2 separate regions of the Mus musculus genome follow, and region 2 is linked to region 1. The links are chromatin contacts, called in public Hi-C maps. All regions are on one chromosome and are shown on one strand. The core of a region is the stretch at or near the end of the contact, and the rest is flanking DNA. Distances in the headings are between cores, read along the strand shown.

Region 1 (5,265 bases), core at 1,697-4,196:
GGTTTCTTTTCTTATTTGTATCCCTGCATTTCCTTCCTGTATTACATTGCTGAAGCAAAATTCTGCCACTGTATTGAGTAGGGGCAGGAGAGTGGGTCTTGTTCCTGATCTTAGTGTAAAAGCTTTGAGTTTTTGTTCACTTAGCATGACACTTGCTGTAGGATTGCCTGGAAGAATACTAAATTTACTATAAGTCTTTTCTGTGTCTGCTATAATGATAATATTTGTATCTGTATTGTATCTGTAAATTCTATATTTGCTGTAATGATAATAATGGTTTGTATCTTTGAATCTTTTTACATAATGGATAACATTTATTGATTTACATGTATTGAACCATCCCTATATCTTTTAAATGAAGCAAACAGTTATGATGAATTATTTTTAAATTCAGTGTGATAGTATTTTATTGGGAATGTTTGTATCTATGTACACCATGGTCATCATTCTGTAATTTTCTTTTTTTTTTTTAATTTGTTTCTTGTATGTGTATGAGTGTTTTGCTTGCATGTATGTCTGTACCACGTGCATGTCTGGTGCCTGAAGAGATCTGAAAAGGTGTTAGATGCCCTGGAGCTGCAGTAAGAAATAGTGTGAGCTACCATGTGAAGGTGGGGGATCAAACTCAGGTCTTCTGTAAAAATCAATAAGCCCTCTTAACCGCTGAGCCATCTTTCCAGCCCAGTAAATTTTTTCTGTTGTGTTTTAAATCTTGGGCAATGCTAGATTCATTAAAAAATGTTTGGATGCTTACTTTCCTTTTATATTTCGTGGAATAACTTGAATAGTATTGGTATTAATTCTTTGACGTTTTGGCAACCTTCAATGAAATCCTCAAGTTTTGTGTTTTGTTTTTGTTTTTTTTTAACTGAGAAGTCTTTTTATCACTTCAACCTCACTGCTGGTCATAAATGTACTTAAATTATTAAAATTTTCTTGGCTTCATTTTGGTAACATATCTAGAAATGCATTTTTTTTTTTTGAGTTTCCAATGAAATGAGATAGAGATTTTTAAGGCATGTTCTTAAGATTTCCTGAAATTCATTGGTATCTGTTGTTTGTTTCTTTTGGCTAGGTTAAGGGGTTTTCAATCATGTTTCAGAGAACCAATTTTTTATTTTAGATTTATTAATTTATGTATATGAATACACTGTAGTTGTCTTCAGACACATGAGAAGAAAGAATTGGATGCCATTACAGATGGTTGTGAGCCACCATGTGGTTGCTGGGAATAGAACTCAGGACCTCTGGCATAGTAGCCAGTGCTTATAACCATTGAGCCATCTCTCTAGCCCAGAACCATTTTTTGTTTCATTGATTCTATTTTTTTATATTTCATGACTCTCTGCCCTAGTTTTCAATGATCCTTCCTGTCTGCTGCTTAATTTTCCTCATTGTTATTCCAACACATTGAAGCGTATCCTTGAGTTTTGATTTATCTCAAACATTCTAATGTAGGCAGTTAGCTTCCCTCTTAGGACTGCATCGTGACCTCAAGAGTTTGTTCATTCTTTGTTAAATTCTAGTGTATTCTTCAGTGTTGGGGTAAAATGCTCTGTCGATAACTGCTAGGTCCATTTGATTCATGATGTCTCTTCATGTACCGCCCCCCCCCCCCAAGCCTGAAATCGGTCTGCCACTCCCACTGCTGCTACCTGCCGCCTAGCTGTTCCGGACTGCAACTGGACTCCAAGGATGATTTGGTGGGAATGGGCTCCTTCCCCCTTCTTCATAACCCGGTGCTCTGAACAGTAAAATGGAGCTTTGATCAGAACCTTGTTGTCTTAGCTCCATTCTTTCTCTCATCTGTCTAGTTCCCTTTCTTTCAGCTTGATTCTGCCGCTTCAGCCATATCCCGTTCCTCCCAAGCCGCTGGACGACATGCAACATCTTCACTTCAGTGTTTCTCTAGTTACTTTTTAACATGTGGATACTTTGTCTATTGGTGAGGGTGGGGTACTGAAGCCCCCCACTATCACCATGCTGGGGGCTTGGATCTGGTAGCATTTGCTCTATGAAAGTGGGTACATGTTTAGAATTGCAATGTCTTCTTGGTGAACTGTTCCTTTCATCACTATGAAGTGACTCTTATCTTTTCTTGTGAGTTTTGATTCTGTCTATTTTTAAAGCAGCTATTAGACTAGCAATGTCTGCTTGTTTCCTGGTTGTATTTGCTTGGGATAACTTTCTATCCTTTTAATCTGAGATAGTATCTACTGTTGATGGCAAGATGTGTTTCTTGGAGGCAGTAAGGAGAAGGCTCCTGTTTCCTATACCCATCTGTGAGTCTGTGACTATTTATTGGAGGCATTGAGAATATTGATATTCGGCGAGTATTCAGTTGTGTCTCGATTCATGTCGTTTTGTAGATTTTGTGGCATTTCTGTAGACATCTTTTGCTTTCTTTCAGTCCTTGGAATACATCTTCCTAGGTGTTTCTGGCCTTCAAAGTCTCTGTCAAATAATTGGTTGTTGTTCTAATGGGCCAGACTTTATAAGGGACCCAACCTTTGTAGCTTTTCAATAACCTTTTAGTTTGTGTTTTTGATGTTTTGACCATATGTTGTAGGGGAATTTCTTTTCTCGTCCTATCCATTTTTCTGTAGGCCTTGTATACCTGGAATATTGAAAATATTTCCTGTTAGATCTCTGAAGCAGCCGAAAGAGATAGAAAACAGAAAGGGACAAGTCTGACCTGCAACAGACAATACTATATTTATTCGTGCACACAGAGAGGGGCGATTTCTCTTTCTGGGAAATTAAGGGGTTTGCCCAGGGGAAAACCCAGCTGCTACCCTTTATACGGGTGGGGCGAGGGGCTTGGGAATGACGAAATCATTGCAGCCATGTAGTGTGTAATTATTAAAAAACAATCCATGCTATTGCCGGCTAGGCACCGGCTGGCAGTCTCTGTCTGTTCCCAGCCTGGCACATAGCCCGTGACTGCATGTTTCCCCTTGCCAACACCTCTCCCACCAACGCTGGCTATGCCTCTCCAGAGCTCTGAGATCACTCTTGGTTCCCGTGGCTAGCTGCTGCCAAACCATTCCGCACTCCCAATTTTCTAAGGCTATCTGGGGGGAGGCACACTCCACACTCTCGCCAACCCATGCTTCGATCTGGTTACCTTTACCCCGGAGTTCAGTTGAGTTGCTTCGAAATGGAAAACACCAGATAATCTTAGTTTAGAATAACAGATAACACCACCACTGGGTGCAGAATCTATTATCCTAAACGCACCAACTAATCTATGTTAGAAAATTTCCGGTGGCAATTCCACCACTGGATCTAACAGTCCCTGGTCTACATTTTGCCTGCGTTTGCTCCCACCACGCTGTCCAAAAGGGAGTGAGTGTCTTCTTCCTGTTTTCCCTCTTCCACTCTCAGACTGGAAGGCCCGCCTTCTCCTTGCCCAGAGATTGGCTTCTTGTCATCTTTATTATCCAATCAATTAATTAGGGAAAAATTCTGTTACACAGCCATAGCACACTGGTCTCTCCTTCTCAGGAAGGAGATTGATTCCCAAGGGAGATAGTGTACTGTCTCTAAAGACGTTCCTTTCTGGGCTGACCAATAATGGCTGATCAAGGTCACATGTAACCTTATAGTAAGTATCCAGTTAGGGCTTCTATTTGCTGTGATAATGAAACACCATGACCAAAATCAAGTTGAGGAGGAAAGGGTTTATTTGGCTTATACTTCATCACTGAAGAAGTCAGGACAGGAACTCAAAAAGGGCAGTTACATAGAGACGGCAGCTGATGCAGAGCCCATGGAGAAATGCTGATTACTGGCTTGTTCACCCTGCTTTCTTATATAACCCAGGGCCACTAGTCCAGGGGTGACTCTACCCACAATGAGATGGGCCCTTCCCCATCAATAACAGAAAATGCCTTATAGGCCTATCTATACCCTAAATATACAGAGGTATTTTCTCAGTTGAGGTTCTTCCTCTAAGATGATTTTAGTTTGTGTCAAGTTGACACAGACCCATCCAGAACAGATAGGATTCCTATGTTTATGATTGAGGGGCTCTATCATACTTCATGCTTTTGGTATAGTAGTCTTCTTCTCTGCCCATAATATCATAGGTTAACTGCTTTCATGGTATTCTAGAACTCTCCCATGTTCCATTCCGTTTAGCTTTTAAAATGCTTCTCATTGACCTGCCCTGCATCATCTTACCCTTGTACTTCATCTCCCGGTGCTGACTCTCTTTTTCCTAGGATACATTCTTTTGCCGAAGCTTTCCACTGCGATTATAATTTGGATTATTGAGTTTTTGTTTCTACCATTTCTGTGTGGGTATGTGTCTTAGGGTTTTATTGCTATGAAGAGACACCGTGACAAAGGTTACTCTTATAAAGGAAAATATTTAATTTGGGCTGGCTTACAGTTTTCATAGGTTCAGTCCATTATCATTATGGTGAGAAGCATGGCAGCATCCAGACAGACATGAAACTGGAAGAGCCAAGAGTTCTACATCTTGACCTGAAGGCAGCTAGAAGAAGACTCTTTCTTCTGTACTGGGCAGAACTTGAGCATAGGACCTCAAAGCCCATACCTATAGTGACACACTTCCTCTAAGAAGGCCACACCTAATAGTGCTACTCCTGGGCCAAGCAGAGTCAAACTATGACAGTAATTCTATCTCTTTATTGAGTTCTGTTTTTTTTGTTTGTTTGTTTGTTTTTTGTTTTTTGGTTTGTTGTTGTTGTTTTAAATCTTGGATTGGTTTCTTCATTCATTCAGCTCTTTATTTTTATTCTCTTGAGGTATCATCATACCTTCTCTGAGTCCTTTAAACATACAGTGATTCCTTTGAACTATTTGTCTCCCAGGCCTTTCTCAGTGGGAGCCATTTCTAGTGCAGGACTAGTGCAGGCATTGTTGTTGTGTTTAGTCATGTTACTTTTGTTTCTGCACTGGGACTACACATCTGAAGAACTTTATTACTGGGGTATTTCTTTTTGTTGAATCATCTTTCTCCTTTCAGCAGAGGTAGTAAAATATACAGAAAAGGACTAAGTTGGAAGAGGGTTGAGACATTGTTTTTCTCCACAGGACTGGTGTTCAAGGCTACAGGTTCCACCACTGATCTGCTGTGGAGAGTCCACTACTGTCTTACCTATAGTCACTATCCAAGTTTCATACATGCATGGCTAGTCCTCTCCTCTGCAGCTCTGTGGTGTGGCTCTCCATGCCTGGAGTCAGTCTACTCAATTAGATGTTGGAGGTATGAGACCTCAGAAAATCCACATGTGA
Region 2 (5,265 bases), core at 1,851-4,350, 38 kb after region 1:
CATAGTGGAAGAGGAGAACTCCTGAAAGTTGTCCTTTCACCTCCACACACATGCTGCAGCCCTCACTCACACACACACACACACACACACACACACACACACACACACCACACTCACATACATGGACATACACACAGATATACACAAACACCACACACTCACACACAGATACACATACACACATATACTTACAGGCACATGTACAGGACACACATACAGCCAAAAATACCACAGACCCATACACACACACATATGCACACACACAGACACAAACACCACTCTCACACACATACATATAAGCACTGCAACACAAGCACACACACTCACACACATGCACAGACACACACACACACATATACACACACAGGACACACACACACATATATACACACAGACACAAATACCACAGTCACACACACAGCCACACACACACATAAACACATGGACACACACATAGACACAGACACACATGCACAAACACCACACACACACAGGTATGCATACACACACACACAAACACAGATACACACACAACCCACACATATACACACAGACACACAAAACCATCCACTCATATACACATACACAACACACATACACACACATTTCATATTTCTTCTCCCTGAAAAAATGTCCTCTGAGGAGCAGAACAGATACTGGAATGCTCACCAAGAGCAATACAATAGTACAGAGTACCTGGTAGGTTATGTACAGGCAGTTAATAAAACCCTAGAATAACAACTAAAATTCCCTAAAAAAATGTTCAGACAAAGTCAAACTGGCAAAGTTTCTTACCCTGCCTACCCTGTGGCGTGATTAATTCAACCATGAGTGTGAAGTCCTTTTCTGCCCAGCTTCAGTTAGTGAACGCGACACATGTGGACGCACCAGACACATCGTCTGGGTGACTCATTGCCTACGTAGTGTCCATTCCTGCCCTCTACCATCATGCTTCTGTCATCCTAATGGTTTTGTGGAGGAGTGTAGTGCAGGCTTCAACTAGATGACCAGTGGAAAGGCTTTCGGAAGTTCTTTCTTCTACACTTAGCAGCCTCTTATGTCCCAGGCTTGTCTGTCAGCTCTGACGGGGAGCCTTAAACAGCAACATAATTTGTGACAGTCTTGCCGGCTGGGAGTGCAGCAAGTGTGACCCCAGAGGTCCCCCTGGTTTGCATGCAGTGGGTTTTGGTTGGAAAAGGAAGGGGAGGGGGCCAGGTGGGAGCAAGCTGGCTCTGTGGTGTCCCTTCCTAAGACTCCAATCCCATCCTGAGCTTCTCAAGGGCTCTGGCTCCAAACAGTGCCACCCTGGGGGTTCCTACTTGGATGCAACAATATGGGGTGCGGGGGATGTGTAAGAAACAATTCAGTAAGATCTGGCGGGCAACACTGAACACAACTCCGTTGGGAATTATGTCTGCATTTGTCCCGGGGCCTCTGGGAAATTCTGAACAGCCTGAATTAAGGAGCATCCTAATTAGATGTGCACATCTGACCGGAGGGATTCTGTGGTCTGGAAATCTTTCTAAGTAAGAAGCCGAAAGAATAGTACAGTATAGCTCTCTGCTCCTTCCTTGCATGATGTATGCATGCTTATTTATTTCATTGAACAGGTAAATTAGATTTGTGATTGTCTCGAATCCCTCGGCGTATCTTACCTAGGGACAGTGACATTCTCCTGGATTACCGCAGAGCCGTTATGTGTCCTCAGGAAACTCAACCCAGTACTCAATGGACAGTGCACACTCAAATCTATTTAGTGTTTTGGTGATGAAAGAGCAGTAAAACAAGCAACCCAGAAGTTGTTTGGATATTGAGTGTTAGTTTAGTGTTGTGAATCTCATTTACTCTGGAATCGCAGACTTGTTCTCATTGTAAATGATGTTTTTTTAAGTCTAAACTTTTTTATGTACTTCAATTTTGGTTTGCTAATTACTCCATCATTTAAATATTGAGACTATGTTTTCTTGCAGGACTGTTATGGGTGTGAGGTACTTCCTTCAGCATCTTGATTTAGGAGGTATGTGTAAATTGTTAATTTGATATTATGGATGATGCTTTTTAAAAAGTTTGTTACTGGGATAATTTAAATCCGGGTTAGAGTAGTAGGGATCCATTTTGATTTCCATTGTTCTGTTTGTATAATCGACACTTGAAATTGTATATGTTGGGTGAAACATGATATACACACATCCTGTGGAATGGCTACCCCAAGCTATTTTATATACCTTGTCTTCCCCAGACTTGCCATTGCTTTATAGTGAGAGAGCTTAAAACTTATTATCTTTTTTTTTAAGATTGATTTATTTATTTCATGTATGTGAATACATTGTTGCTGTCTTCAGACACACCAGAAGAGGGCATTGGATCCCCGTTACAGATGGTTGTGAGCACCATATGGTTGCTGGGAATTGAACTCAGGACCTCTGGAAGAGCAGTCAGTGCTCTTAAGCGCTGAGCCATCTCTCCAACCCAAAACTTATTAATACTTTTATTATTTGTTTGAGAGGGTCTCATGTATTCCAGACTGGCCTTGAACTCACTATGTAGACAAAGACAACCATGAACTTCTGATCCTCCTGCCTTCGCTTCCTAAGGACTGCGTTTATAGGTGTGTGTAGCAGAATTTTCTCCTAATTAATAAAGACGACAAGAAACCAAATACTGGGTGAGGAGGAGGTGAGGAGGAGGCGGGCCTTCGGTCCGAGAGAAGAAGAGGGAAGGCAGGAGACAGGCACCTACTTTTGGACGGTGGGAGCAAGGTGGACAGGATGTAGGCCGTGGATTGTTAGGTCTGGTGGCAGAGTCCATCAGGAAGATTTCTAACATTGAATAGTTGATAAATTTAGGATGATAGATTCCGTGCCCAGCGACTGTGTTATCTGTTGATTCTAAACAAGGGTTGCCTGGTGTTTTTCATTTGGTGGCGACTCAGGTGGGCTAAAGGGAAAGAACTTAGCAGAGGCAGAATTCAGCCAGGCTTTGGGACGAGAAGATTGGGCAAGGAGCTCCAGGGGAAAGGCATTGAGTGGCGTGAAGGCTGGCGAGAGCACACCCACAGCTGCCTGTGGGGACCAAGAGAGCTATCAGAGCTCGGGAGAGGCTTTGGCTAAGGGAGACAGATGGTCTCGGGCTGTGTGCTGGGCTGGGAACAGACGGAGACAGCCGGCCGGTGCCAAGCCGGCGATAGCGTGGATGATTTTTTATTTATTACATGCAACAGGTGTACAATGCCATGCTTGGATTACACGATGCTGAGGATGAAAGCCAGGGCTTCTTCATGCTTGCAAGCATGCAAAGCTGGTCTCTACTAGCTGAACTACAGCCCCAGTCCTCTTTTAATGATTTTCTTTTATTGTTATCTGGTGCTATATAACTAAAATCCTGTAACCTTTAATCCATAGATCTTCAGTCCTATACCCTGGTTATAATCCTTTTTCTCCCATGAGTCTGATTTCTCATGTTGTGCATGTAGGTGAGGTCATGTAGTACTTGCTTCTTTGTGCCCAGCCTATACACTTAACAAAATCCTCAGTGTTCTCTTTAAAGGTGGAAGGCTATTCCATTTAGACATATGCTACCTTGATCTGTAGACCAGGCTGGTCTTGAACTCACAGCGATCCATGTACCAAGTACTGGGACTAAAGTTGTGTACTACCTGGCTTAAATCCATCTCTCTCCCTCTCCCTCTCCCCACTGTTTTTTGTTTTTTTGGTTTTTTTGAGACAGGGTTTCTGTGTGTAACCCTGGCTATCCCAGAACTCTCTCTGTAGACCAGGTTGGCCTCGAACTCACTGAGATTTGCCTGCCTCTGTCTTCTGAATGCTGGGATTAATGGCATGCATCACCACCACCCTGCCTGGCTTAAGTCGTTAAAGATGTATTTTACCATTGACTAGTGCAGTTCTCAGTCACCCTCAAAGAAGCATTAATCCACTCATCTTTTAGCTTGATTCCATAACCTAGTTGTTGGACATAGAGCTGCTGTGAGCATGGAGTACAGATGACTCTTCCACACATTGATTTCATAGCCTTTGGATGTGTGTTCCACATAGGAAGGATTTCTTTTCTTTTTTTTCTTTTCTTTTCTTTTCTTTTCTTTTCTTTTCTTTTCTTTTCTTTTCTTTTCTCTTCTCTTCTCTTCTCTTCTTTCTTTCTTTCTTTCTTTCTTTCTTTCTTTCTTTCTTTCTTTCTTTCTTCTCTCTCTTTCCTTCTTTTCCTTCTCTCTTTCTTTGTTTCACCTGTAATTATATTACTTGTAAGAAATAGATGCCTTTCTTATCCTTGCTATGTACACCTCAAAGTAGAAATGGTACTAATTTTAAGTTCTTTTTAAGGCAGATTCTAGTAAGTCTCTTCCCAGTAAAAATTACTCTTCCCCCTTTTGGTGACCCCGTAATTCTGTTTTTTGCAAGGATATATAGACTAGACTATATAGACTGCAAATATTCCATTTAGTTTACCCTAGTAGTTCACAGTCAGCTTTGGGTGCTTGGCAGTTCTCTATCTTAGGCCTTTCATTCTGGGTCTGTAAGAAGGGTCTTCCTCAATTTAGCTTGTGCAAACTCCAGATTTCTGTTTTGTTTTTTCACCCTGGGGTTGGCTTCCTCTGAAGTCCAAAGATTTAGCTGATGGTTTTTCAGCCCTCACAGTTTCTTTCCTCCCCAATACTGTTTTGTTGGGCCCTCAGTTTACCTACCAGTCCTCTACCCATTTCTCAAAATTATTTCTATGTGTGCATGTGTATATATGTGCACTTGGGTGTGTCTATGTGCATAAGCATGTGTATGTATATGGAGGTGAGGACAGCGTGGTATGTCATCCTTTTGTACCTCACACTTTTTGAGACAGGGTTTCTCTTGTGGCTGGAACCTTACTATGTAGACCAGGCTAGCTGGCATATGCTTGTGTGCATGTGTGTGAGCGCAAGTGTGTGTGTGTGTGTATGTGTGAGTGATCTTGATCATATCAACCGATGTGGGAAGCCTGGCTCATTTTTGGTGGGAGCATTTCTTAGGCATGGGATCTTGTACTGTATGTGGAAAGGGGGAGCAGAAAAACAGGAAGCATGCATTCATCTGTTTCTTTGTTTTTTTAATTTTTAAAATAATTTTTAAAAATTTTTGTAATTGCAGGTGCAAATATGACCAGCCATGAGGAACTGCAACTGTGAACTGTGAGCTGAAATAAACCTATTTCCAACTAAGCTGATTTTGTCAAAATATTTTATCGCAGAAACAGTAAGAGAAGCCAAGACATGCAGTATGT

What was found. Hi-C and Micro-C count contacts between places; a contact is called where the count stands out from the background.
Region 2: a contact with region 1 is called in a Hi-C map of muscle stem cells, with 1.6 times the contacts expected there. The contact joins two enhancer-like sites. A contact is called at or near these places in 2 of 15 datasets of contacts at CTCF or cohesin (CD8 T cells and the NIH/3T3 cell line), 2 of 484 Hi-C or Micro-C datasets (muscle stem cells and myocytes), 2 of 115 datasets of contacts at active chromatin or transcription factors (embryonic stem cells and pancreatic cancer cells) and 2 of 9 other capture datasets (adipose tissue and liver).

What each region holds. Positions count from the first base shown.
Region 1 is chr10:13,041,970-13,047,234 of GRCm38.p6, forward strand. No RefSeq gene overlaps it. Among named protein-coding and RNA genes, the nearest start is that of Gm40602, 16 kb to the right of the region's middle. Within about 2 kb of position 2,947, at least 13 of the 459 cell types and tissues checked have an H3K27ac peak or open chromatin away from gene starts, as enhancers often do. A contact at or near this core is called in muscle stem cells, where this site is marked.
Region 2 is chr10:13,079,506-13,084,770 of GRCm38.p6, forward strand. It overlaps Gm40602 (predicted gene, 40602), which reads left to right. Exons shown (of 3, transcript NR_168593.1): 2 at 1,971-2,017; 3 at 5,133-5,203. Among named protein-coding and RNA genes, the nearest start is that of Plagl1, 8.7 kb to the right of the region's middle. Within about 2 kb of position 3,101, at least 8 of the 459 cell types and tissues checked have an H3K27ac peak or open chromatin away from gene starts, as enhancers often do. A contact at or near this core is called in muscle stem cells, where this site is marked.